Linked DNA regions of Mus musculus: regions 1, 2, 3, 4 and 5 are each linked to region 6. Evidence: chromatin contacts called from public Hi-C, HiChIP or PLAC-seq, capture Hi-C and promoter capture Hi-C data. All regions are on one chromosome and are shown on one strand. The core of a region is the stretch at or near the end of the contact, and the rest is flanking DNA. Distances in the headings are between cores, read along the strand shown.

What was found. Promoter capture Hi-C pulls out the DNA fragments that hold promoters and counts their contacts. A called contact is a pair of places that touch in the nucleus more often than the background predicts. HiChIP or PLAC-seq counts read pairs in DNA pulled down with a chosen protein or histone mark. Capture Hi-C pulls out chosen DNA fragments and counts their contacts.
Region 1: a promoter capture Hi-C map of trophoblast stem cells shows a contact between it and region 6, with 2.4 times the contacts expected there. The contact joins the enhancer-like site here to the promoter of Rfc3 in region 6. A contact is called at or near these places in 8 of 39 promoter capture datasets (the C10 cell line, HPC-7-derived erythroid cells, embryonic stem cells and 4 more), 1 of 115 datasets of contacts at active chromatin or transcription factors (embryonic stem cells) and 1 of 9 other capture datasets (liver).
Region 2: a contact with region 6 is called in a Hi-C map of liver, with 5 times the contacts expected there. The contact joins the enhancer-like site here to the promoter of Rfc3 in region 6. A contact is called at or near these places in 1 of 39 promoter capture datasets (macrophages), 1 of 15 datasets of contacts at CTCF or cohesin (the NIH/3T3 cell line), 1 of 484 Hi-C or Micro-C datasets (liver), 6 of 115 datasets of contacts at active chromatin or transcription factors (CD8 T cells, bone marrow-derived macrophages, effector CD8 T cells and 3 more) and 2 of 9 other capture datasets (adipose tissue and embryonic stem cells).
Region 3: a Hi-C map of Th1 cells shows a contact between it and region 6, with 2.6 times the contacts expected there. The contact joins the promoter of 5430435K18Rik here to the promoter of Rfc3 in region 6. A contact is called at or near these places in 12 of 39 promoter capture datasets (cranial neural crest, embryonic stem cells, erythroid cells and 6 more), 1 of 484 Hi-C or Micro-C datasets (Th1 cells) and 1 of 115 datasets of contacts at active chromatin or transcription factors (memory CD8 T cells).
Region 4: an H3K27ac HiChIP or PLAC-seq map of stem cell-derived neural progenitor cells shows a contact between it and region 6, with 3 times the contacts expected there. The contact joins the enhancer-like site here to the promoter of Rfc3 in region 6. A contact is called at or near these places in 1 of 39 promoter capture datasets (hippocampal neurons), 1 of 15 datasets of contacts at CTCF or cohesin (the NIH/3T3 cell line), 6 of 115 datasets of contacts at active chromatin or transcription factors (bone marrow-derived macrophages, extraembryonic endoderm stem cells, large pre-B cells and 2 more) and 3 of 9 other capture datasets (adipose tissue, liver and pancreatic islet).
Region 5: a capture Hi-C map of macrophages shows a contact between it and region 6, with 6 times the contacts expected there. The contact joins the promoter of Stard13 here to the promoter of Rfc3 in region 6. A contact is called at or near these places in 1 of 39 promoter capture datasets (liver), 3 of 115 datasets of contacts at active chromatin or transcription factors (differentiating embryonic stem cells, embryonic stem cells and stem cell-derived neural progenitor cells) and 1 of 9 other capture datasets (macrophages).

The regions. Positions count from the first base shown.
Region 1 is chr5:151,272,802-151,276,680 of GRCm38.p6, forward strand. It overlaps a transcript of Stard13 not described here. Among named protein-coding and RNA genes, the nearest start is that of 5430435K18Rik, 22 kb to the left of the region's middle. Within about 2 kb of position 1,655, at least 17 of the 459 cell types and tissues checked have an H3K27ac peak or open chromatin away from gene starts, as enhancers often do. A contact at or near this core is called in trophoblast stem cells, where this site is marked.
Region 2 is chr5:151,344,592-151,348,777 of GRCm38.p6, forward strand. It overlaps a transcript of Stard13 not described here. Among named protein-coding and RNA genes, the nearest start is that of 1700028E10Rik, 22 kb to the right of the region's middle. Within about 2 kb of position 2,225, at least 40 of the 459 cell types and tissues checked have an H3K27ac peak or open chromatin away from gene starts, as enhancers often do. A contact at or near this core is called in hepatocytes and liver, where this site is marked.
Region 3 is chr5:151,251,035-151,255,309 of GRCm38.p6, forward strand. It overlaps 5430435K18Rik (a long non-coding RNA gene), which reads left to right and starts at 1,589. Exons shown (of 2, transcript XR_868755.2): 1 at 1,589-1,622. It also overlaps a transcript of Stard13 not described here.
Region 4 is chr5:151,391,943-151,396,084 of GRCm38.p6, forward strand. All of the region lies in intron 2 of 1700028E10Rik (RIKEN cDNA 1700028E10 gene), which reads left to right. It also overlaps a transcript of Stard13 not described here. Among named protein-coding and RNA genes, the nearest start is that of Gm3704, 12 kb to the right of the region's middle. Within about 2 kb of position 2,554, at least 74 of the 459 cell types and tissues checked have an H3K27ac peak or open chromatin away from gene starts, as enhancers often do. A contact at or near this core is called in liver, neural progenitor cells and stem cell-derived neural progenitor cells, where this site is marked.
Region 5 is chr5:151,188,495-151,192,428 of GRCm38.p6, forward strand. Stard13 (StAR-related lipid transfer (START) domain containing 13) reads right to left here and starts at 1,699. Exons shown (of 14, transcript NM_146258.2): 1 at 1,432-1,699. The coding sequence starts at 1,600.
Region 6 is chr5:151,649,440-151,653,302 of GRCm38.p6, forward strand. Rfc3 (replication factor C (activator 1) 3) reads right to left here and starts at 1,769. Exons shown (of 9, transcript NM_027009.2): 1 at 1,627-1,769; 2 at 433-570. The coding sequence starts at 1,713.

The DNA of each region.
Region 1 (3,879 bases), core at 405-2,904, 380 kb before region 6:
CTGGAGACACAATGTGCCTGCGATCACAATCACCACGACGGCTATGATACCAGGAAGAGGAAGAAAAGAAGATTTGAGAGGAATGACCTTTTAATGCTGGTTTTGCAAACCAGCTGTGTATCCGTTTCCTTCTGGAAGAAGTTAGGCTGGCCATCAGAGTGTAAGAGCTCTGCCTTTGGAGCTGCAAGAACTACCTAGTGCATATAGTAAGTTAAAAAGGAAATGTAGGCACGGATGGGCTGGAGAGATGGCACAGCAGCTAAGAGCACAAACTGCTCTAGCAGAGGACCTTGGTCCCCAGGAGCCATGAAGGAATGCTCACAACTGCCTGTAACTCCAGATCCGGATGCTACATACCTGGACCCTATGGATACTTGCACATATATGTATATACATCCACATCCCCTTAGACATATACATATAGTTAAAATAAATCCTAAGGAGTTTAAAAATAAAAATGTAGGCAGATTTTTCTAAATAAGGATATGTAGTTTGTATGTGTGTATACATGTGTATGTCTGTGTCTGTGTATGCATGTGTAGACTTCAGAATGATTGTTTGGAAATTATGATATTTCAAATGAATAATTTTTAGGATAATTCTGGCAGAAACCAGGGGCTTAGGGAATGCTTGGCAAATAATTGTGTATGTGGTGCTGAAAACTTTCAGATCATGGATGTGCATGCTAATATTAAAAATACTTCAACACAATATACTTTATCTTTGATTAACTTGTAGATGCCATGGCACTTTTTCTGAAAAGAAAGGTAATAAGCTAGAAATAAATATTTTATGCTTCATCGTGCCACTAATGAGATAGAACACAGACATGAATTCTAGAATGTGTCCCAATGTGGCTTCGTCTCACAGCGCCACTGCTGTGTGAGGAGCCTAAGGTTACACTTCCTCAGTAATATACAGTTCATTGGATACCAAGCCGTAAAAGCCACACCTATTATTATTCATTTTACATCTTTATAAAGCTAAGACGCACCAAGCTTCTACTTGCTGTATGGATAAAAGAATCAATGTTGGACTCACTCAAAGTTCTTTTTGTTTGTTTGTTTAATGTAGTGTCTTTCTGTAAGTGCTATTAGTAGGACTGACCAGTGCAAGTTCCCCTCGAGTCCTCTCAAGGCATGCCCAAACCTCCATCTTTAAGAGTGAAATAACTGGTGCAAACAATGCTCAGCAGCTCTCAGAAGAGGCTGAAATAGAGGTAAGGATACAGCGCATCACAGGTACTGGGGAAGGCATCTCATTGCTGCACTTCCCAGAAGACAGATGAAGAAAGTGAGGAACCACAGAGCATGCTGTTGTAAGTAGCAAACTCAAAGAGGGCGAAAAACAGGACAAACAAGTCAACGAGGCATCAGGAAAAGAAAGGAAGGTTGCGGGATGTTTGTTTAGTGGTGTGACTCTTTCTCCAGGCTCAGTGTCCTTTAAAGTCTTTTTCTCTGAAAACAAGAGACCAAAAAAGGTGCTCTCCAACAAACAGAATGGATCAAAGTAAAGGTCTCCTTTGCTACGTATGGGGCAGAGTGAGGGACGGAGCAATGTTTTGGGACGGGAGTGTGTTTAGAATGCATGGGTGGTAACTTGGAATCAGCAGTGTTCCGAAGAGAGAATCTCAGATATGCCCCTTAACCTGCAGGCATGACTAAGAATGAGTCACAGTAGCTGAGGGCTGTGACAAGGGGCTGTCACCGGGCCATTTTCAAGCTGAGTTTGCAAACGTCCTCCAGGAAGTGCTGACAACAGACAACAACAACCAAGCAGACCCCTGTACACAATCTTTAAGAATGAGTATCCCTATGGGCATGTAGGAGAGGTGCTGCTTTGGGTGAGTTATGGTGTTTATTTCCTTCTGTGATTCTTATGGTGACCACTCATCTGTACAGGGAGGCATGTGGCCTGCCATGAGGAAGATGGGGCTGCGAGAGCTTGCTGGAGCAAGTTCAGCTTGCTTCCCACTCCCCTCTCCTCTGCCTGACTCCAATGTGTATACATACACACACACACACACACACACACACACACAGAGAGAGAGAGAGAGAGAGAGAGATGTACACACACACACACACACACACACACACACACCTTTCTGGATGAGCCAAGGAACTTTCATCGTATGAATACTGCACAGAATACTGGAGAAGTCTAAGGCCAAAGGACAGGATGCCAAGATCTCTGCTCTAAAAATCAAAGGGTCTGTACTGTCTCTCTTGAAAACTAGTAGATACTTCTGATTCCTATGTCAACACAAGTGTGGCTTCTCCATTACTCAAATATTCCAATCACAAACATGATACGGAACAGATCAGAAACAAGCTTGTTTTTCTCTTCAAATCTTGCATTGTCTGTGACTCAGAAAACATTAATATCGATATCAGATGCTGGGCACTGCCATACAAGGAATTATGCTTCCTCATGTCAGACTCACGGGGTGTATGGGGGGCTGCATGCATGCTACCTGCACACATGAGAAAGTCTGAGTAGGCCCACAGTCTTCAATTCTGTGGTGTGTGTGTGTGTGTGTGTGTGTGTGTGTGTGTGTATGCAAATATTACAAGTGCAAGTGGCTTCAGAGGGCAGAAGTCTCTACAAGATTCCCCTGGAGATGGAGTTACAAGCAGCTGTGAGCCACCTGATGTAGGTGCTGGGAATTGAACATGGGTCCTCTGTAAGAGTAGTAGACACAGTACACTGCATTGTTAATCTCTCTCTCCAGCCCAACCTAGAACAATGTTCTACTGAAAAAAAAATGTTCTAGATCCAAAAGTTATTTTCCTAGTTAAGAGGCACAAATCTTTTTATTTATTTATTTATTTATTTATTTATTTATTTATTTATTTATTTTAGAGAGAGAGTGTTTTCAAAACATAGGGCAGTACTTTCTTTAGAGCTCTGCTCAAATGTTTTCTTAGTCAGGAGGCCTTTTCTGGCTACCTCCAGACCCTCAGCCACAGTCTCTTTCTCCCTTTATTCTTAGTATCTTAATTACAGCTATTCCATGGCTAATCCTGATTGTCTATGTGACACTCCCAGGAAGAGGGAACCTTAGCTGAAGAACTGTCTCCATCAGTGTGTCCTGTGAGCATGTCTGTGGAGCATCTCCTATTCTTCTTAACTTTTTATTGATTAGTTGTGAGTTTCACATCATGCACTCTTTGCCCCCCCCCCATCTGTCCTTCACCCTGGCAACCTCCACTCCCCACCCAATTAAAAAACATACACACAAAGAAACAGACTAAAACACAGCACAGAAAACATCTCACCGTAGGTGCTGGAGTGTGTCAGTGTGTCCCACAGTCCCTTCTGTCCATATATCTTTACTTGTGAATATTCATTCCAATGAGTCATTGGTCTGGTTCAAGGTCTAGCTTCTGTGACACCATCAATATTGGATCCTCACCAGGATTCCTCAAGATTACCCTGCTGTTGCCCTGTGCCATGGAGATCCTGCAGCAGAGTCGGTCATTTAGTGTGTTCCAGCAGTTCACAGATGATATAAATGTTGGGATGAGCCAACTCAATGGCCTGGGTCTGGGCCTGGGTGAGCTGGTCAGCCAGCCAACTCTCTCTCATCCAAACCACCAGGGCAAGCTTTGTGGAGCATTTTCTTACTTGCTTGTTGCTATAGGAGGACACAGTCTACCATGGGTACCATCTTTAGGCAAGTAGGCCTGAACTGCATTAAGAAAGGTAGCTGAGCAGGCCAGAGGGAGCAAGACAGGAAGCAGCATCCTTCTACTGTTCTGACTGTGAGTTCCTGCCCTGACTGCCCAGTGATGGACTGTGACCTGGGAAGTATAAATCAAATAAAACATTTCCTTCTTGATGTTGCTTTTAATCAAGGTGTTTATCACAATAACAGAG
Region 2 (4,186 bases), core at 975-3,474, 300 kb before region 6:
CTGAAACAGATGTTAAATTGTTTCACACAGCTGTGGCTCAGTGCATCTTAGCTATGGCAACAGTCTCAAAATCTGCAGGCAACAAGCAGAAGAATTTGTTCTAGAGCAGCTGGTCATGATTTGATCATAGAGCACAGTATCAAGTATGACGTTCTGTCCTTGAAGATGGTTACCTTTTAGAGAAACGGAGTTTGCCCTTGTCTCAGACTCCTGGGCCATTCTGTAGGCACAGAAACATTTCTTCAGAACCTCTGCCTTACCTGGCAGCCAAAGCAACCCTGCTTCCTCTGCCGAGGAGATATGTTTCACTCTTCCTCAATTATGCGACCATTTGACCACACACAAACCATCTGAACTCCATGACTACAGAGTCCAGGCAGGGACTAATGTGCTTAAACCACAGGAAGTGAAAAGAAAGAAGTAACAAGAGGCAGGAGATTCTCACAGGGTAAAACCTAAGGCTTCCCCCTGCTTCTCCCTGCTCATTTCTGGATCAGCCTCTCTTGTAGATAAGACACAGGGTCTTTTGCCCAGTCTCTAACTCCCATTTCATCACAATGCCAAACAAGACGGTAAGCCTGAATGCTTCCTTACCATCTCTGATCAGATCCCAGGAAATTCCCTAAACAGAGGAGGCCTCCAGTGTACAGAAAAATCATCGCTCAAGACCTGGGCCTCTCTGTCCAAGCTTCCTCCAACAGTACTGGAGGAGAAAATAAGAAGTCCTAATGGAAAAGCAGTTTGTGAGGTCTTTCAACTCCACCTTCTGCTTCTTAAAATCACCTTAGACATTCTGTGGAGGGGGGAATTTTTTCTTACTTCAGAGAAGCCAAAGAATGCAAACCTGTCAGGAGAGGCAGGAGAATAAGAAGAGCAGCCAGAAGTCTGAGCAAGGTATACATTCTTGTAGACATTTAAGCTGAACCTTGCCAGCGAGGATCAGTGAGCCAGAGAGAAGATGGGAAATGCCAGGTCAGAGGTGCAAAACTGATGCAAATAGGAAGAGGTTTAGTAAATAGTGTTGTGGTCCAACAATGTCCCACAAAGTGCACAAACACTGACCTCAGTCACACAGGGATTGTTTATTGAATGCACACCCTAAGTCTGACTGATCAGGGCCACAGATCAGAATTTGGGGGCTCAGCTAGGACCCTGAACATTTCTCAGGGCCGGCTTATAAAGGCTAAAACAGCAAAACCCATGGTGAGCCCATATGCAGGTGCAGGAAGTGCTGCCTGGTGGTTAGCACTGACTCAAGCCATTTTAGGCATAACAGTTCATATTGTCCTATGTAAAGCTTTGTGGCATTTCTTACGATTAACAAACCTCATAACAGGATATGTAATCAGCATGACCTTGCACTGAATCAAGTTATTTTTCTGTGTCAATAACTGGTCCACATATTACAACAACAGTATGAAATAGCTGGCAGGCATGGAACAAAATGACTACAGCTATCAGAGGTGGGGGCGAAGGGGCAGGCCTCAAAAATACCTAAGGATCCAAACACAGTGTGGTGTGGCTGAACCACTAAGTCAAGTCAGAGTCAATTTGATTTTCCACCAAAGGCAACACAATGACATGGAGGGACTTTTCCATAGAACAGACCTGGGATCAGATTTAGTCTCCTTATAACCAGACTGACTTCAAAATTACTGTGGACTACTAAGCGTTCTTTCTCCTTTTTCCAGGCATTAGGGTGACATGTGCAGGCCATGTGGTGGAAAACTACTTTAAGGAGCTGCAATTTCAAGGTGGCGGGGGTGGGGGTTTGGGGGTGGGGTGGGGTTGGGGGCTCAGGCCAAGGTGGTGTCAGGCAGGATACCAAAGGATGGAATTAACAGGAGATAAGGTTTTAAAAATGAGCATGAGATGGATTTGGTGACAGAAAACGCACATTTAAGGGTTAGGGCACCCCTGTCCCCCCGCCCCCCCCCCCCCAGTTTGGAGGCTGAACGATGAGTTGACCAAAGGCTGAACCAGGAGAAGACTGGATGAGCTGAGGTCATCACACGGTGTTCTTAGAGATTTGAGCATAGCCAGATGGAAGCTCAGGACTCAGGTGCATGCATGCAGATGCAGGTTCTTGATGGCAGTCGGCACTCTCCCTGTCTTCGATGCCCAGAACACGGCTCCCCATTTCACCTGGTCCTACCCACTCTATCCTCATGAGTAAGTGAACAGAACATTAGTCCAAAGCTACTCATGAGTCACGGTCCTGACTCTGTGCCAGGGCCGCTCTTCCAAGTCAAGGACACGGGGCCAGGCCAAAGTGGCATTGTCACACGCTCAGCCAGAAACCTCTTGGCTTTGGCTTCTGTGACTCAAAAAGTTCACAGGCCAAGAAGGCTAGGGAGATGGCTCAGTAGATAAAGTGCTTCCTGGTTGATTGTAAGCACCTGAGTTTAGGTCCCTAGGCGTGGCAACAGGTATCTGTAGTCTCACTGCTGGGAGGCAGAAATGGAAAGATCTCTCGGGGTTGCAACTACCAGCCTAGCTCCAGGCTCACAGAGAGACTGCCTCAAGAAGTATAGAGAAGATCTGTAACTAAGTGCTTGTATTCTAATGCTAATGGGGTCCCCAAAATAAGTTTGCATGAGAAGGTCTGCATGTAGCTGTGGGAACCTGCCCCCAATTAATTCTGATTAGTAAATAAAGATGACAGCCAATAGCTAGGGAGAAGAGAAAGCTAGGTTTTAGGTTTCCCCAGCTTGGGACCACAATGAGGAGAAGGAAGGGAGAGATGCCAAGCCTAGGATGTGGACAAGAGAGAGGAGCAGAGCTGCCATGTAAGGGGGCCAGAGGACCAGTCCAAAGGGCTGCTCAACTGGGTCAAGATCAGCCAAGATAGAACATAGAAATTTATAAGTAGTAACTCAGAATTATCAATGGGAGGTAGATTCTAATAACAGGGAGGTTAGGTAATTGCCAAGCTATTGTGCTGCTTAAGGCATATTACATGTAAAGGCTGTGTGTGTGTGTGTGTGTGTGTGTGTGTGTGAGAGAGAGAGAGAGAGAGAGAGAGATTTGGAAACATAAACCATTGAGATAGGAAGCAACCCCATGCCAGGATTTATTTATTAAAATATTTATTAAAATTATTTCAACAGAGATCAACTCAGAAAGATACCCTATATCGATCTGTAGCCTCTATGTACACAAACACCTATACACACACACACACACACACACACACACACACACACAAAGCACAAACCTTGGACTCTCTTTTGTTTCTGTCAACATGGTCTGGACTGTCTGTTAGCCATTTTACAGCCTATAACAGCCCATGTAATGCACTTCATAGAGACTTGAACATGACTTGTCTGATGTCCTACCTTCAGGACTCACCCATTGGTGAGCAGAAGATGTCTTTGTCCCTTCTAGAAAAGTGGGCCCTGTGCCAGGCACACACGGTGCAGGATATCTCTAAGCTGTCATCTGTTGTTTGGCAGAAGTGTTTAAGCTCAGTTTTAGTCCTGATCTACTCTGTATCTCATTTATCCTTCTAGCTATTCATCAGCTACCACCCTTCAATGACACAAAGAGTGTTGAAAACTAGAAGTAGATATTCTTCACTCTAGACATGATCTACTGAAAGTATATCAAACTCTGAATATCAATAGACCTGGGAAGAGTGCTCCCCAGTGATCTGTGTAATTAAGTCTTGGCCTCCAGGATGTGGTGCCCTGGAAGTTGCTGGACACTTTGAAATGTAGGGCTTCATTGGGGGAACTTAGAGTCATTTGAAGGGCATGCCCGGGAAGGGAATGTTAGGACCCCTGGCTCTTCCTTTTCACCTCTCTTCTGTCTATAAGGCAAAGATTCATGTACTCCAGGGGACTAACACATGTAAAGTAAACCTTCCTTCTTTTTTAAGTTGATGATTTTGTAATGGTAACAGAACTCTGACTAATACAAGTAATAAAGACCGAACACCTATAATCTCCATCCTCCCCAGTGATAGCTTCGTGGCAGCACTGCCTTGGCCTGTCAGAGGTATTTGGATGGAACAAGGAGCCCTTTGTTTGGCAGCCAAGGCTACATTCAGAAACAAGTACGTGATCATCAGACATGCCCTATAGGGCAGTGGATTCTACACACCAGATACACTGCAGGTGAAATATTGCAGGCTAGCTGAGAAATTAAGAAAATGGCAGTTATACACACAAGTGAGCTCACATAA
Region 3 (4,275 bases), core at 339-2,838, 400 kb before region 6:
CTTTTTGAAACTTCAAATGCTCTTTTTCACTGCAAAATTTGAAGTGAAGAGAATGCCAACATTTGGAAGAGAAACAAAATGTCACTTCCATCATCATACTTGATTTATGGAACTATTGATGTGAAAAGAAACTAAACACTAATAGTAAAAGAGCATTTGAAGTTTCAAAAAGAAGGTAAGGTGCGTGCATCTGTTGGTCTTGAGCTTTTGATTGGTTGTATATTGAATATAAAAGGTGGCAGTTGTTTCTGAGACTGGGCCTTTTGTTTTACGTTTCTTTGAGCTTTAACTGGAATTTGAATGGAGATAAAGTCTTTACGACTACAACATCTCAATTTTTAGCTTGGAAATAGAAAATATCAGTATGTACAAATTTAAATTGAAATTGGGACCTCCACCGTGAAAATATATTTGAAACCATACAAGTTCTGTCATGTTTCTCATTGCAAAGGAAGAAAACACTGAGTGATAGTGAGTTTGATGGGCTGACCTGACATTATGTAGCTTTCCAGGGGTAGCCAAGGGTAAGAACTCAGGGATCAGGGACCGCTCTACTGCAGCATCTGTTGTGCCATTGAAAGCTGTCTTCTTCCAAGTGCCTTTTTAATTTTACTATAAACTCATCAGATAAGTGACCCAAAACAAAGGTTAGTTTGCGATACAAAGGTTAGCGATTCTGCAGCAGCTTAGTTGGAGGTGAGTCGGGTGAGGCAGCGTGAAGCATTAGATAAGAACAAGAAGGAACACTTGACAGTTTAGTGTGTCTGAAAGGCCACAAAGAGTTCATTCCAAGTGGATCACTCATCAGAAGTCAGAGTCTGAGTCAAGAGGGACTCATGGCAAAAAAGCTAGATATGACTGTGGTTAATGTTCCCACATACACCCTTCAAGTACGCCTACGTATGTGCATGAATGAACCATTATTAATTCCCGTCTGTATTAACCCGATGGAAATTCTGTTGGTGAACTACAGTCATGAAGTAGTAATGTTTTGCACTAAAATTTCTATTTGACTCATTCTTTTGAACTGTTTTACAATTCAGAATAAAATTGACATCAGGAAGGCAATTTCAAGCGCCTTCCAAATGACTTTCTCTTGTCTGAATGTCTATTGTTAAAAAATATATATATATATATAGCATAAACAGACCCTTTGTTAGGACACTGCGGCAATGGCTCAACAGAGTTTTAATGTAATCCTTTCAAATGGCACCATCTAGGGTGATCAGAGTTTCCATTACGCTCTGTGTACAGAGGACACCGTGACAGCAGAGTACAACCCATATGACTCCGTGACCTGATGGTAACTTGTGGGAGAAAACCATAGAACTAAAAATAAGTCAGAGCGCTGAAGGGGGTAGAAACAAAAAGACTGCAAAGGCAAGCTTCTGGTGCTTTCCTGGACCATCCAATAGCCAGACGACACGATTCAGAAACTGCGAAAACCCACAAGCTCTTCCTTGTTAAAGCCTCACAGCTATGGGCTCACTGATGTCTCTAGCGGCAGAGACCAGCAGGTCCCAGCAGGACCCAGCAGGACCCAGCAGGACCCAGCAGGACCCAGCAGGACCCAGCAGGACCCAGCAGGACCCAGCAGGACCCAGCAGGACCCAGCGCTCAGGGTACATCATGCATCCTTATAAACACCCTTCCCGAGTCTTCCTTCAGACTCGCTTTCTTTCATCTTTTGACCATGGAACAGCTCCTAGCTAAATTCAGCAATGGAAATGTTCGTATGCTTGCCCCATAAGTAATTTTTTTCATCTCTTTCTTGCTGGAAAACAGGAATATCCAAAGGCTCTTTGTAGAAGAGTCGTGATTCAAAACCCAAGGACAATGGCAAGCGGTTGTCAGTACACATGTTTGCAGTTTCCTTTGTCTCCCCTGACAAAACTTGAGCGGGAGGGGGGGGGGCGGGGGGTGTGATCCGTTATATTTGGACTTCTTCAGTTCTGGACTTGATAGCTGACAACTTCAAAGCGAACTTATTTTATATTTTGTCAGACTTTGTCATCAGCTTAAGCACAGCGATGCATCATTATTTTTGAATTAGATTAAAAATATAAATATTGGGCTGGAGAGTTGGCTCAGTAATTAGGGCTGTGTACTGTTCTTTCAGAGAATCCAAGTTCAGTTCCCAGATGCCACATTGGGTGGTTCAAAACCACCTGCAACTCCAGCTCCAGGTAGATCTATGCCCTCTTCTGGTCTTGGTGGGCACTGTTGCATACACTCACACATCTCTCATATCCACATATACATAATTAAAATAAAATCATATAAAGGTGGAGAGAGTCCAAAGAGCATTGCAAATTTCTATGTTAGAAAATTCCTGTGTTAGCAGTTATAAAATAAACTGCTTATTCTATCAAAGGTTACCATTAGAACTATGCAGAACCCTACACAGTGCCAGGAAATGTCTGTAAAGTATGTCTGACACATGAAGAACCCCTTCAATTCAACAACAAAATCATCCCCCTAAACAAAAGATTTAATAAACATTCATGTAGAACAGTGGTTCTGAACCTTTCTAAATCTGCACCCCTTTAATACAGTTCCTCATGTTGTAGTGACCTCTAACCACAAAATTATTTTTATTGCTGCTTTATAACTGTAATTTTGCTACTGTCATAAATCATAATATAAATATTTGATATGTGACCGCTGTGAAAGAGCTGCTTTACCCCCAAGGGTCTCAGCCAGAAGGTCGAGAGATACAGATCTAGAGAGATGTAAATGGCCAACAAGTACACAAAAAGATGCTTATTGCTAAGATTAAGATTATTATCGCTACAAAAATTCAGGTAAAACCCATAATGGCCTCATGCACTCAACTACTATTATTAAAATCAGAAGATGGTAAGTGTTGGTGAGGGTGTGATAAAGCTGGAATTCTATGCATGCATAGTGAGAGTATAAAATGGTTTAGTCACTATGAAAGGCAGTAAAGACCTCCTCCCCAAAAGTAGATTCACAACACATATGATGTAGCAACTCTAGTCCTGGGCATGTACATTAACTAACTCTGCTATGGCAGCGTTTATGTAATCAGAGGATGTCACAATGAGCTGGGGGAAGGTTTGGTTCCACTTCATTTGAACACCATTTATTGGCATTTAGTGCCATGTTCTCTGCTAAGGGCCAAGAATGGAAAAGGAATACAATAAGCTCCTTATACTCAAGGACATAATTCCTTTTTTTAAAAAAATATTTTTATATTATGTATTTTCCTCAATTACATTTCCAATGCTATCCCAAAAGTCCCCCATACCCTTCCCCCCCCCCACTCCCCTACCCACCCATTCCCACTTTTTGGCCCTGGCGTTCCCCTCTACTGGGGCATATAAAGTTTGCATGTCCAATGGGCCTCTCTTTCCAGTGATGGCTGACTAGGCCATCTTTTGATACATATGCAGCTAGGGCCAAGAGCTCCGGGGTACTGGTTAGTTCATAATGTTGTTGCACCTACGGGGTTGCAGATCTCTTTAGCTCCTTGGATACTTTCTCTAGCTCCTCCATTGGGGGCCCTGTGCTCCATCCATAAGTGTGAGCATCCACTTATGTGTTTGCTAGGCCCCGGCATAGCCTCACAAGAGACAGCTATATCAGGGTCCTTTCAGCAAAATCTTGCTAGTGTATGCAATGGTGTCATCGTTTGGAGGCTAATTATGGGATGGATCCCTGGATATGGCAGTCTCTAGATGGTCCATCCTTTTGTCTCAGCTCCAAACTTTGTCTCTGCAACTACTTTCATGGGTGATTGTTTCCAATTCTAAGAAGGGGCAAAGTGTCCACACTTTGGTCTTCGTTATTCTTCAGTTTCATGTGTTTTGCAAATTGTATCTTATATCTCAGGTATACTAAGTTTCTGGGCCAATATCCACTTATCAGTGAGTACATATCATTTGAGTTCTTTTGTGATTGTGTTACCTCACTCAGGATGATGCCCTCCAGGTCCAACCATTTGCCTAGAAATTTCATAAATTCATTCCTTTTAATAGCTGAGTAGTACTCCATTGTGTAAATGTACCACATTTTTTGTATCCATTCCTCTGTTGAGGGGCATCTGGGTTCTTTCCAGCTTCTGGCTATTATAAATAAGGCTGCTATAAACATAGTGGAGCATGTGTCCTTCTTACCAGTTGGGACATCTTCTGGATATATGCCCAGGAGAGGTATTGCTGGATCCTCCGGTAGTACTATGTCCAATTTTCTGAGGAACTGCCAGACTGATTTCCAGAGTGGTTGTACAAGCCTGCAATCCCACCAACAATG
Region 4 (4,142 bases), core at 1,304-3,803, 260 kb before region 6:
AGCTTGGGATAGGAGATATCTCCACAGGTGAAGTACTTGACACACAAGAATGAGGACCAGAGTTCAGGATACCAGAAACCATGCAACTGTTGGGAGAGTATAGAGTCCTGCCTGTAATCTCTGTGCTTTTGTCAGAGACAGGGAACCCCAGGCTATCAAGGTTATCAGGATCAGTTCTGAGTTTAAGCAAGAGAACCTGCCTCAACATACATTGTGAAGAATGATGGAGGAAGACATCAGGTATTAATCTCTGGCCTCTATATGCACATACACACACATGTGTGAACACACACCCATATACACACACCACATACATACATCATATACGTCTATGAAAGCCATAGAAGGATGAATATAAATTGGCAGATTAATCAACTCTGAGCTGAGAAGAGAATTTGTGAATGGAAGAGTGTGTCACTGTGCCTAACTCTGAGGATCAAATTCAGATCCTCCCATTGGAACAGCAAACAGGTTATCCACAAAGATAACCCTCTAGGCTCATAAATTCTCAAATATACATATATATGCATACATATGCATACATAATACAGTGCATACCAACTATGAGGAAAAGATACACACATGTGTGATGGTGAAATAAAAGAACATCAAAGTCAAGAGCTTTTCTGCAAACACAGAAAAAAGCCAACTGTAAACATTCAACAACAGAGCTCTCCCAAGCCATAGCAGAGTCCAGGAAGGAGCATAACTCAGTGACGGTAAAAATCAGCTCTGCACAAACCTAGGATTCTCCTTTGAACTAAAGAGGAATATGCAAATAAAGGCAAAACATAGATACATTCAGACAAAAGTAGTGAGTTCAACTCTTGCTCAAATATATACCAGTCCAGCAATTTACAGAGAACAAAAACAAACAAACAAAAAACCAAAACTGAATCCAGAATATAGAAGACTCAAGAAAATAGCAAGAAAAAAGTTGATAATCAAAATGTTGGGGGAAGCCTTAGGTGAATTGATTTGAAGACCAGCATAAGCAGATGGTGCTGTTAATAATGACAGTCTCCTGGGTGCTATAGAACTAAAGAGATGCATGTGAAAGATCTTACTGAAGTAACACAGCAAAGCTGACAATAAAACATCCAGGGTGCTGGTAGATGCATGTAAGAAGCCCAGTTCTAGGAAGGCATAAACAGGATGATTGAAAGTTGAGGGTCAGCTCTCAAGACAAAACAAAATCAAGTGACATGAAAATTCTGTCAGCCATAAGTTATTTTTAGTGAAAAGGATGCTATTAGAGTTAACGAGATAATTCAGTAGAAGAAAAAAAATTTAAAATTCTAAGTTCCTATATAAATCCTCTTAATATAGAAAACAGAAATTGACAGAGCAATTGAAGGCACACAATCATAATGAAATGTGCATAACTCATACAGATCAAGAACATGAAAAGATTCATAAATGTGCATTCAGGTGATGACAAAGTGGGTCAATTAAGTAGTATGTTGAACTTAGAAGGAATATATTATATTCAAGTACAAATAGTTCACTGCTAAAAATAGTCCACACACTGAGCCATAAAAAATTCAGTACATATGAAAAAATGACAATATATTTTGACCTGTGTTATAAAATTGAAACCAAAATTTATCCCAAATTTCACAAAGACTGGAAATTTAAAAAGTTCATGGGACTGCTCTTTCAGAGGACCTGTGTTCAATTCCTAGCACCCATACCACGGCTCACAACCGTGTCTAACTCCAGTTCCAGGGATCCAACACCCTCTAAAGGCCTCCTTGAGCACTGTGCACACATAGTGCACATACACACATTTAGGCAAAACACCCATGCACATAAAATAAAAGTAAATCTCAAAACTGCAAGGATAAGTGATCCAGTCACACTGGATTGTTCTGCACTGCCCTCTGATTTCTCTGACCTGTTTGTCCATGCTGAGCCTGTGCTGACTGTGTGCTGCCAGGGTCCTTGGCCATGTTTAAAAGTGAATATCGCTAAGACCTAAGACCTGTGGCCTCGGGCAGAGCTACCAAGAGCTTACCCTGTGGGGTAGTTACATGATCATTTTGGTGACTGCTAGTAAAATCCAGCTGTTGTTTGTTTTTGTTTTTTGTCTATTTACTTTTTGTTCTGCATTTTGCTTTTTCTCCCCTGTGAATCAAGACACAAGCAAGGTCAAAGGCAGTCAGTTTGTCTATCCTAGGCTGTTACATAAGAGCTGTAGCCGGAAGGACTCTTTGCTGGCTCACCAACCACAGAGGGGAGTCATTTAGGCTAATGTCATTGAAAGGACAGCGTGGTCTCTAAGACTTGTAGAGTTCTGGAGACAAGCAGGAAACTAAGAAAAGGCATGCTTGCTTCCCCTCCACCCACTGCCCTTTTGTGGGTGAGCTTTGGGTGAATCCACAATGTCCCCAGAGCTCTAGCAGGAGGGATGGCGTTGTGAAGGGGGAGAGTGGCTGGTTCCCAGTATAATTGATGTGGGTTTCCTGCAGCATTCGTTGGTTCAGGGTATCCACTTTCCCTCACATAATCTTCCATTGTTCTCCCTGGTTCCTGTTTGATTTGGCAGGACTGACTGCTGGCTGTGCACTCCAATGCTCCTCATTCCGCTGTGCTAGACTCAGCTGAAATCCTTGCCTCCCCTCAAAGAAGCCAAATGCATCATGAACAGTGACATTTCTGCTAGCCAGGAAAACATAAAGAAATCCCAGTGAAGCAAGAAGGTAGACAAAATTCTTTCCAGCATTTGAACAAAAAGGGTAATTGTTTTTGTTGTTTTTGTTCATCTAAGTTTTATGGAAGTCGATTATCCAACTCTCTGCTGGACTTTCAAACCTCCTTTTCTCTGTCCTACATAATTTAAACACACTATAAATACCCTTAGCTACTCTGAGGGCGGGCCCATATTTGCAAGGCAACCACGGTTTGAGATATTGTTGAATTTGAAAGGCAGCACTTCCTTGTCCGGCACATAAACTCCAATGAAGGTTATGATGAGTGTGCTGGTGGTGGCCACGTTTGACAGCCAGACAAGCAGCTCATTTATTCCAAAAGACTTTGAATCCATGCCCAGAGTCAAATGTAGACTCTTTTTTTAAAACTCAGGAGGCTTGAAATAAGAAAGTTAACTGACTCACAGTGCCCTTCTTGTTAGGGAGTAGGAAGGCTTCAGAATGGAGAGAGGGCTAAAGTGTTTGAACCTGTCCGATGGCTTCTTTATGGGGTTCAGCCATGGTATTTCCTAGCTTGTCTTGTGTGAAAGTCTATATTGCTTGTTGAAGGTTGAAAATATCATCTCTTTATGAAAATCCCCAATCCTGGGAAGAAAATATAGAATGAAAAAATAAAATGGGATATAGGAAGCCTGTGGAATAGGACTTTAAAAACCCCTGTGCATCACTGAATCAGTAAATGAGCTAACAAGAGAGTTTTGTGGCCACCAAGGACCCCCTCCATGTCCCTGCTTCCCTCAATGATAGACATAACCTGTAAGTTGAAGTAAAACCTGTCTTCCCAAGTCACTGTTTGGTCATGGTGTTTATCACAGGAACGGACAGCAAACTGTTAAAAGTGCATGCTATATATTATAAGCCTAGTCAAAAGCTGGAGGCTGGAGAGATCACAGACCTTAGAAGCCATTCATTATTACTGTTTTGCTAAGTAGACGGTCCCATTGCCTCCTAAACACTCATGTTCATATGCATTGATTAGTGATACTCTCACCCTGAATCAGGGTGGCTTATGGCAAATAGGAGGTAGTTAATGCAGAGGCTCACACCTGGTCAAAGTGTCCAGAAGTGTTACAGAAGAACAGGTCAATAAGAACCTAAGAGCCAGAGGCTAGAGATGCCTGCGTTTGAAAAGATGACTTCTGGACAAGACCTGGCTGTTATAGTCATAAACTCGTTATGGAAGGTGGAGGAGTGTTCCTGAGACACTACTGACAGTAAATCCCTCCCCGAGGGGCTACCAAAAGTTAATAGTTGCTGTGGGTAATGCATTGTGCTTCCGGGTGATGTAGCCACCAATGCATTGCCCTTGTTCCAGTAACTATCCTGCCAGCTATACTTATGTAAATTCAATGGCTCACACACAAAAAGAAGACTTCAAATTGGAGGGTACTTGCTGAGGAGTTTAAGCAGGAAGAAGAAAGGGGGTGTGAG
Region 5 (3,934 bases), core at 449-2,948, 460 kb before region 6:
ATGAAAAAAATAAAACACAGAAATACGGTGTCCATATATAAGAATGACCCACTTTCACCAAGAATGGTAATTCACCCAAAACAACCATTATCCCAAAGGAACATGTCAATGACTAACAATACATATAAAGAAGATTGGAAACTTCCAGTGTCCATAGGATTATATACCTAATGCCCAATACACTCCCATTGTAAGTAGTTTCTCAATAGAAGATGGAGCTGGTTCTTATTCTCAACTGAATGTATTTTTAAATCGAGCCACAGGGAATACTTTTGTTTCCATTCAAGTGAGACTTGCACACAGAGTTCATGGAGTGACTTAATATCCTTCCTGCAATCATACTGGTATGCCGCGCCAGTATCCTTCACACATAGCCAGTTCCTGAACCTTCGCAAACAAATGCCCATTTCCAAGGAAACAATCTCATTAAATGTCGCTGCTAGAATGTGTATTGTTCCTTTTGGAGACATTACAGTGAGATCTTTTAAGATTACAGACTTTAACTTCCCCTCTAAAATTCAATATAATCTCAAATTCATTTATCTAACTGGGAACGGTATTTTCATAATAGCTCTTGAAAATTCCTGGTAGGGCCAATGTAATAGTTTAGTTAGGTTTGTAGTTAAGAGCTAGGTGACTATTTACTGACTGTGGATGGATGTGTCTGTCTCTTAAATGGGTATCTTCAAATTTGTACCACACAGGGCATGTCATAAGCTTTAAGCCTTAAAAAAAAAATCCATGAGTTTTATTAATGTTTGAGGTACAAGAGTTTTTAATGTTTTCCCTTGAGAATAGAAAAGGATCACTTAGCAGCCTGTAATCAGTACTGTCAACCTGCCTTAGGAAACCAGTGCTCCTAAGTGTGTGTAGTCATAGGCTCTGTTTTGAGGTGAAGAGTCACATTTATCCTTTAGCAAGAAAACGGTGTCAACAAATCAGTGGTGACTATGCACACAAGCACACTGACAGGAAGAGACTGTAATTCAAGTTGTCAGTCCAATGGCCTTAAGCTTAGATTCTTACTGTTTTCCTTCAATGAAGATGTACTATAAACGCTGGGCCATTAGTCGCCAGCTCTCTCACTAATTAAACAAACAAGTGTCCACTTTTAAATATGACCACAGTATGAGTTTACCTGCAGAAAAGCTCCCCAAGACACACACTGAGTAAACCTTTCTCATTTGCTCTGTTGACACACAGAGGATTAGGAATTCATGATTCACGTTCTACTGGGGATATTTTCGTTAGTTATGAGGCGCTCGGTGCTGTGACAGACTGCTTAGAACCGAAGTCTAAAGTTATCTGAAAGAGTTCCACGCAGCGTGGCATAAGAATCCGTGCGGTGTACAGCGCAAACAATAACTTTGTAAGCAGCACAAGACAGAGCCAACAGAAATAAGCGGCACCTTGGCAGTGCCCGCAACTCACCTTGCTGGATTTTAGTCACTAGGTGATGGCGTGCTAGGATCCGGCTCATCCTGTAGGGAGAGCGTCTGGCAGTCTGATCAAATCGCAAGTACATCTCCTGGCTCTCAGGTGTCAAGGGGTTTAGATAGTAGCAGCCTGCAGCCGGCGTCCTGGGCACCTGGCTGAACATCTCGGGAGAGTTTCCACTGCCACCTCAGCTGCCGGTGGCTCTTCGCAGCTGTCTCCAGCCTCAGTCAATGGAGCCCCAGGAGAGAGCCACAGACCCAGCGATTTTTAAAAAAGAAAAAGGAGTGCCAAAAGCCACAAGTCAGAATTCCAACCCTTCGGGGCTCTCATGTGACCTCGTGAGCCAATCATAGGACAAGGAGAAAGTATTGGGCGTGTCCCGGCCGAACGCGACCGCGAGGCTGTACCAGCAGCTGAGGAGTTCCTTCAAGCTGCGCTTAAAGCTGATAGAGAATTGGAAGCGCCTGGGGCTGACTAAGCCCCCCAACCCCAGAGCTGAAAGAGGAGAGGGACACAGAAGACAGGAGAGGTCGAACAAGCCCTGGCATAGGAACCTTTTGAGGTCATGAAAGTTAGAGAAAGAGTTTTTGGCTTTCCTAAAGCCAGCAGCAACTAGGTTTAATTTGAAAAAAAAAAAAAAAAAAGAAAGAAAAAAAGAAAAAAGAAAAGAAAAGAAAGAAAAAGATAGCTGTGCTACCTGCAGCTGTGTATTTGAAACACACCATTTCAAGTTAAGTATGGGCCGCTGGGTATAAAATACTAGCCTCATTACAACGGAATTAATTAGATAAAACGTTTCCAAAGAAAAACAAACTTTTGGATCATATTTTGACACTAAAGGTCAATAAAGACCCTGTGGACCAACATGGGATGGGGACATCAAAGGCTTTTACAGAAAAGACCCAAAGAGACAACCTGAACTCCCTGCCACGCTCCTTTAATTTGTCTACTTCCCCCAGTTTTTAAACACCACTAAACAACTGCAAAGCGCTAGTCATATTGAAGCCGCTGCCAGGAATCACTACACAGGATGCAGGTGGCCTTGCAAAGACCCAGTATAAGCTGCTGATCCATGGGAATATAGTGGAAACTTCTAGTAAGTGCTTATAAAGGCTTATAGTAAGTAGTCAGATGTGAAACGGTCTCAATTTAAGAAGAAAACAAGAGAGAAGTCTACCACAGGGCTAGCGGAACATTATTTCTGAGAGAAATAACCAGAGAGACTGGTTTTAAAAAACAGAACCAAAATACCCAAACCAAACAACAACAGAAACAAGAGTCTGGGAGTCCTGACAGGAGAAGCTGGGGAGAGCTCTTTCTGCAGGAGAGTTCTGTGTCCACATGCATACAGGGGAGAGCCAGAGTGTGCCGGGAAAGAAACTGCTAGTCAGTTTAACCATAGCTGAGGAACCATATGAGAGCAGTCAGAATTTCTCCTCTCCAGTTTTTTCCTCTTTAGAAGTGTTTGATGCAAACAACAACAACAACAACCACCACAAAAGGTAGAAGAAACTTTACTGAATTCTAAGCCTGGAGCTGAATGAATAGAGTTCACACACACACACACACACACACACACACACACACACACACAGAGGTTGGTCTTACTTTTGACTGACTTAAAATGAAACGACCTAGCTTATAACTAGACACTTTCAGCAGAAAGTTTAATTGGGAGGCAGAGAGAGGGTTCAGTGGCTAAGAACGCTGGCTACACTCCCACAGTACTTGGTTGGGTTCCCAGCACCCAAACAGCAGTTCATAAGTGCCTATGGTTCTAGTTCCAGGGACCAGACAACCTTCTCTGGTGTCTGTGGGTGGTACACACACATGCATTCAGGCACATAGGCATACACATAAAACAAAGAAATTCTTAAAAAAGTTTAACACGACTCCAGTTAAGATCTTGCTTCTCATTGCTTCACTCTGCTCATCAACAATTAGTGCCTTTCCCTGTGGAAATCTTTGCTGGCCTGATTTTTATAATTTTCTCTCGTCGTCACAGTGAACGAGCCTCATTTGATGACTATAAAAAAAGAGGCAAGATAGTTTTCAGGCATAAAGAGAGACAATGTTACAGGATCGGATCATGGGCTTTGTGTTCTTATTGGGATCTGAAGAGTTTGTTCTCCCATAGATTTGTAGAAGGTACGAGGCATGTATGTAAGGCTTGATAGGTCAAAAGCCTCTGACTGAACAGTGGAAAGGTTAAACTTTGTAACACAGTATCAGATGCCATTAGCCAAGCTGACAGAACCAGCATTGGCTACATTGGCACTGAGACCCTACTTTGGGCATGTAGGAAAAAGCTTGACAGCTCAACACCGATTGGGGGTGGTGGTGGTGGTGATTAAGTCAGATGTGAGAAGTTATCATCTTCTCACTATGGGGGAATGGAAGATGGGTGGAGGAAGAAAAGGAAAACGAGAAACTGTGTTTCAAGACCCTAAGTAAGGCAGGAAATAGTGTGTAGTCACTTTATAGCTATGAGTAACCC
Region 6 (3,863 bases), core at 519-3,018:
GGACACTTGAGAGAAGGGCATTTCAGGGACTGGGGAAATGGCTGAGTGAAATACACTTGTGGTGTGGACACATGCAAGTTTGATGACTCCGTATAAAAGCTGTAGCGCTGGTCCAATTGCAACTGTCTGTAATACCAGGGACCTCAGAGAGGTGGGCGGCAGAGACAGGAGAATCCCCAGAAGCTCCCAGGTCCGCCTGCCAGCTGGGCTTGGCAGAGTGGAAGGAAATCTCTGTCTTAAATACAATGGGAAAGAGGACTGGCAGCTAACAGTAACTCTACTCATGCCACCTTCACCCACACAAGCACACAGACACACAACTTCCTAAGTCACACACTAGTCACTGGCTAGTGGTGGGGAGAGATATACACATGACCAGGATTAAAAGTCCCCTCCAGAAACATCTGCTAAGCTTCAACCCAAGATGCTTACTGTGATAGTCTGATGCTCAATTCTCAGTTTTTCCACCCCGATACCATAAAGTTCACGTAGAATACACATAATTCTTGTCTTTTTTCCAGCACCTGATGGTCCATATACTAAGAGGTGAGGAAAGTCTCCACACTGCACCTAAGGAAAAAAAGAACAAGACATTATATCTTAGTTAAACTGGGTGAACTAAGTTAAACAAACCACTTTTAAAGTTCCAAGATATTCTGTTTACCATCCAGCTCCAACAGAAAATGTACCAAACTCTGGACACTAATTTAATCTAATTTACATGCACTAAATGCTTAAAAGTAGGCACTCCCTAAGTAAGCTATCTGAAGGGCCCGTTTGAAACTAAGGGATGACAGAAGGCGAACCCAATCTCTGTAACTAAGACAGATGCTTGTCTGGCCCGGGCTCCCCATAATGGTCCTCTTGCTCAGAAGCAGGTGCGCTGATTTCCTTGTAAGTTCACTTGGAAGAGACAGAAGAACTTCACACTAGATCAAGGTTGATCAATGCTATGGAAAAGACAGCAGTAACAGAGTGCCATCAAACGAAAGAGTACTATTAACATGGGGTCTTGATCTTGCCACCGGGAAACTGAACATTAAAGCTTTTGCAAGGAAAACCGGCACGTGTATTAACGAAGCATAATATTCTATTTCAAATTAGTGCATGCATCACGAACCAAAACCAAAACCAAACCTAAAACATATCTTCCACTTCACCCTCGAGTCTTCCAAAAGCTCTCATATGAACGATCGCGGCACTCGTTAAAATAATCTCTCCTTTTCAGAAAAGCCTTAGCTGTGATTCCGCAGTAACTAAGAACAGGGTCCGGGGCACAGTCACCTCTATCAGCTTCCCACCTAAGCTCTCTGTAGCGGGAGAGCCCATCAGGCATTTGCAGTAACACCGAGGCCCGGGCACACCCCCATCCCCGCCCCCTACCGCCGCTGCTTGCTCCTGATTCTCCACTACACTGGCCTTCTTCTGGTCCCCACACCAAGCCATTGAGGTTCCCGGCAGCAAACACACCGCACTTTGAGGAACGCGTCACTCTGACCCCCTCGCTAGCACCGGGGCGCCCGCCTCCTCCCTCCCTCCCTCCCTTCCCTTCCCTTCCCTTCCCTTCCCTTCCCTTCCCTTCCCTTCCCCGGGCTGTGCAGGAAGCTGCTGAGCAGGGCGGCTCACCAGGTTGCGCAGCTGTGCTGCCTGTTCCTTATGATAGTCCAGCCGGGCAAGGGAGCTCGGCCGGTACTTGTCCACCCAGAGGCTCATGACCGCTCCACAGTCGCACCAGCGGACCCGCCGCTTAGACAGTAGAGTTTTCCCGCGAGCGCGAAAGCGTGCGACGTCACTTCCGGCACCCGGCGACTTCCGGATAGGGAGACTGGGCAATCTCAACCGGGAGTGGAGCAGTCGCTGCAGTTCCCACTTCCACCACTGCACCAACAGTCGCTGGATTTACCGGGCAGTGGCTGCCTCTTTGTTCTCACCCTGTAACATTTTAGAAAACATTCGAAGGAATTAAAGATGTATCTCTGACATTCAGGTTCGTCCAATCTGAGTTCTTAGGGAAGGAAATTCCCTCCATTTCATTCTTTCATTTATTCACTGATTCACAACTTCATTCTAATTAGTGCTACATAATCTGTTATCTTTATTAGTAGAACTGCTTTTCTTTAAAATAATAAACAAACTCCAATATTCAATGAGCATTTGCCTACATGCCTCTGTGAACTATATGTTCTGAACTAGGAAAGTAAAGGAAATAGAAAGTAAAGGAAATCAGAAGCGAAAGTACCCAGAAGCATGACAGACAACGTCCAAAGACAGGTAGTTCATGGTGGATCCTAGGGTATATTCTTTTAATCTAAAAGATTGAAAGAATGTGAAGAGAACATAGAAAAAAAAAAAACCTAGGTTTACTTGTTTTCACAAATACAACACACAGATGCCCCCAATAACATTTAGATCCCCAATAACATTTCGGTGTGTGTCCCAGGCAATATTTGCAATGAAATTAATTTTTATCTGAAATTAGATTTTAATTGGTTGCCCTGTATTTTTTAACTTATAACCATACTTGGAATTCTTCAACTTGTGAGACCTGAGGAAGTGGCTGGGAAGGAAGGATAGAGTCCTCAAATCATAGCCAGAGGGCCAAGGCCAGAGACACAGCTCTGATCTGCTCCCTGCAGTAGCTTCAGAAGTTTCTTTCAGACACCTGAAAGCTTGTTGCTATGGTTAATCTTGGTCATCAGCTTGATGAGATTTGGAATCACTATAGAAACTACTATATAGGTATGTTCCTAGGGGCAATGGAGTAGTGCTGCCTCTGGATTCCAGAGTTTGTAAGCAGAGCAAGGCCTCTCACTACACACCAGCACGAAGCAGGGCACTGAGCCCTTAATCTGGACTGAGGTTGAACAAAAGGTATTTGAAGCTTTAGAAACAGCTCTAGCATTGACTCCAGCCCTAAAACTTCCAGATGTCTCAAAACTTTTTCATCTGTTTGTCCATAAAACAAGACAGAAGGGCTTTTAATCCAAATTTTGGGACCATGGAAACACCCTGTGATGTACCTGTCCAAAGGATTGGACCCTGTAGCCACAAAATGGTCCATCTGTCTAAGCTGTGATAGCTACTGCTAGATTATGTAAGCTAGCTCACAAGCTAAATCTGGGTCTAAATCTTGTACTAACAGCACTCCATTACAAGACTGAGGCCCTCCTCTGAGGAGCACCACGCAGTTTTAATATGCTTGGCCCAGGGAAGGAGTAGCACTATTAGGGGGTGTGGCCTTGTTGGAAGATGTGTATCACTGTGGGGGTGGGCTTTGAGACTCTCCTCCTACCTACCAGGAAGCCAGTCTTCTGCTTGTCTTCAGAACAAGATATAGCACACCCAGCTCTTCCAGCCCCATGCCTGCCTGGACATTGCCATGCTTCCTGCCATGATGATAATGGAATGAACCTCTGAACCTGTAAGCCAGCCCTAATTAACAGTTATCCTTTAAAAGAGTTGCCTTGGTCTTGGTGTCTTTTCACAGTAATGGCAGCCCTAAGACACACCAGGATCTTGGCTGTCTAATGTTTGTGTAAGCCAGTACCAGGCCTTACCATACTTGAGTGCAAAGTGAGAAACTCATAGTTATCAAATCTGATCACCTCTTGCCTAATGACCACCTGCATTGCAGGTACTCTTCCATGAAAGATGAAACTAGATGCAAAGGAGCTGCAACAATTACTTTAACTGAAAATATTTGGGCCCAAGTCAGATATCTCATTCCAAAAAGGAGAACTGATTGGTCTGACCCAGGCTCTCAGATGGGAAAAAGGAAAGTCAACCACTGTATATACAGACAACTACTATGCTTTTAATTCTGTACATCTTCATAGTGTGACTGAAAGAGGGCTTCTCACTGC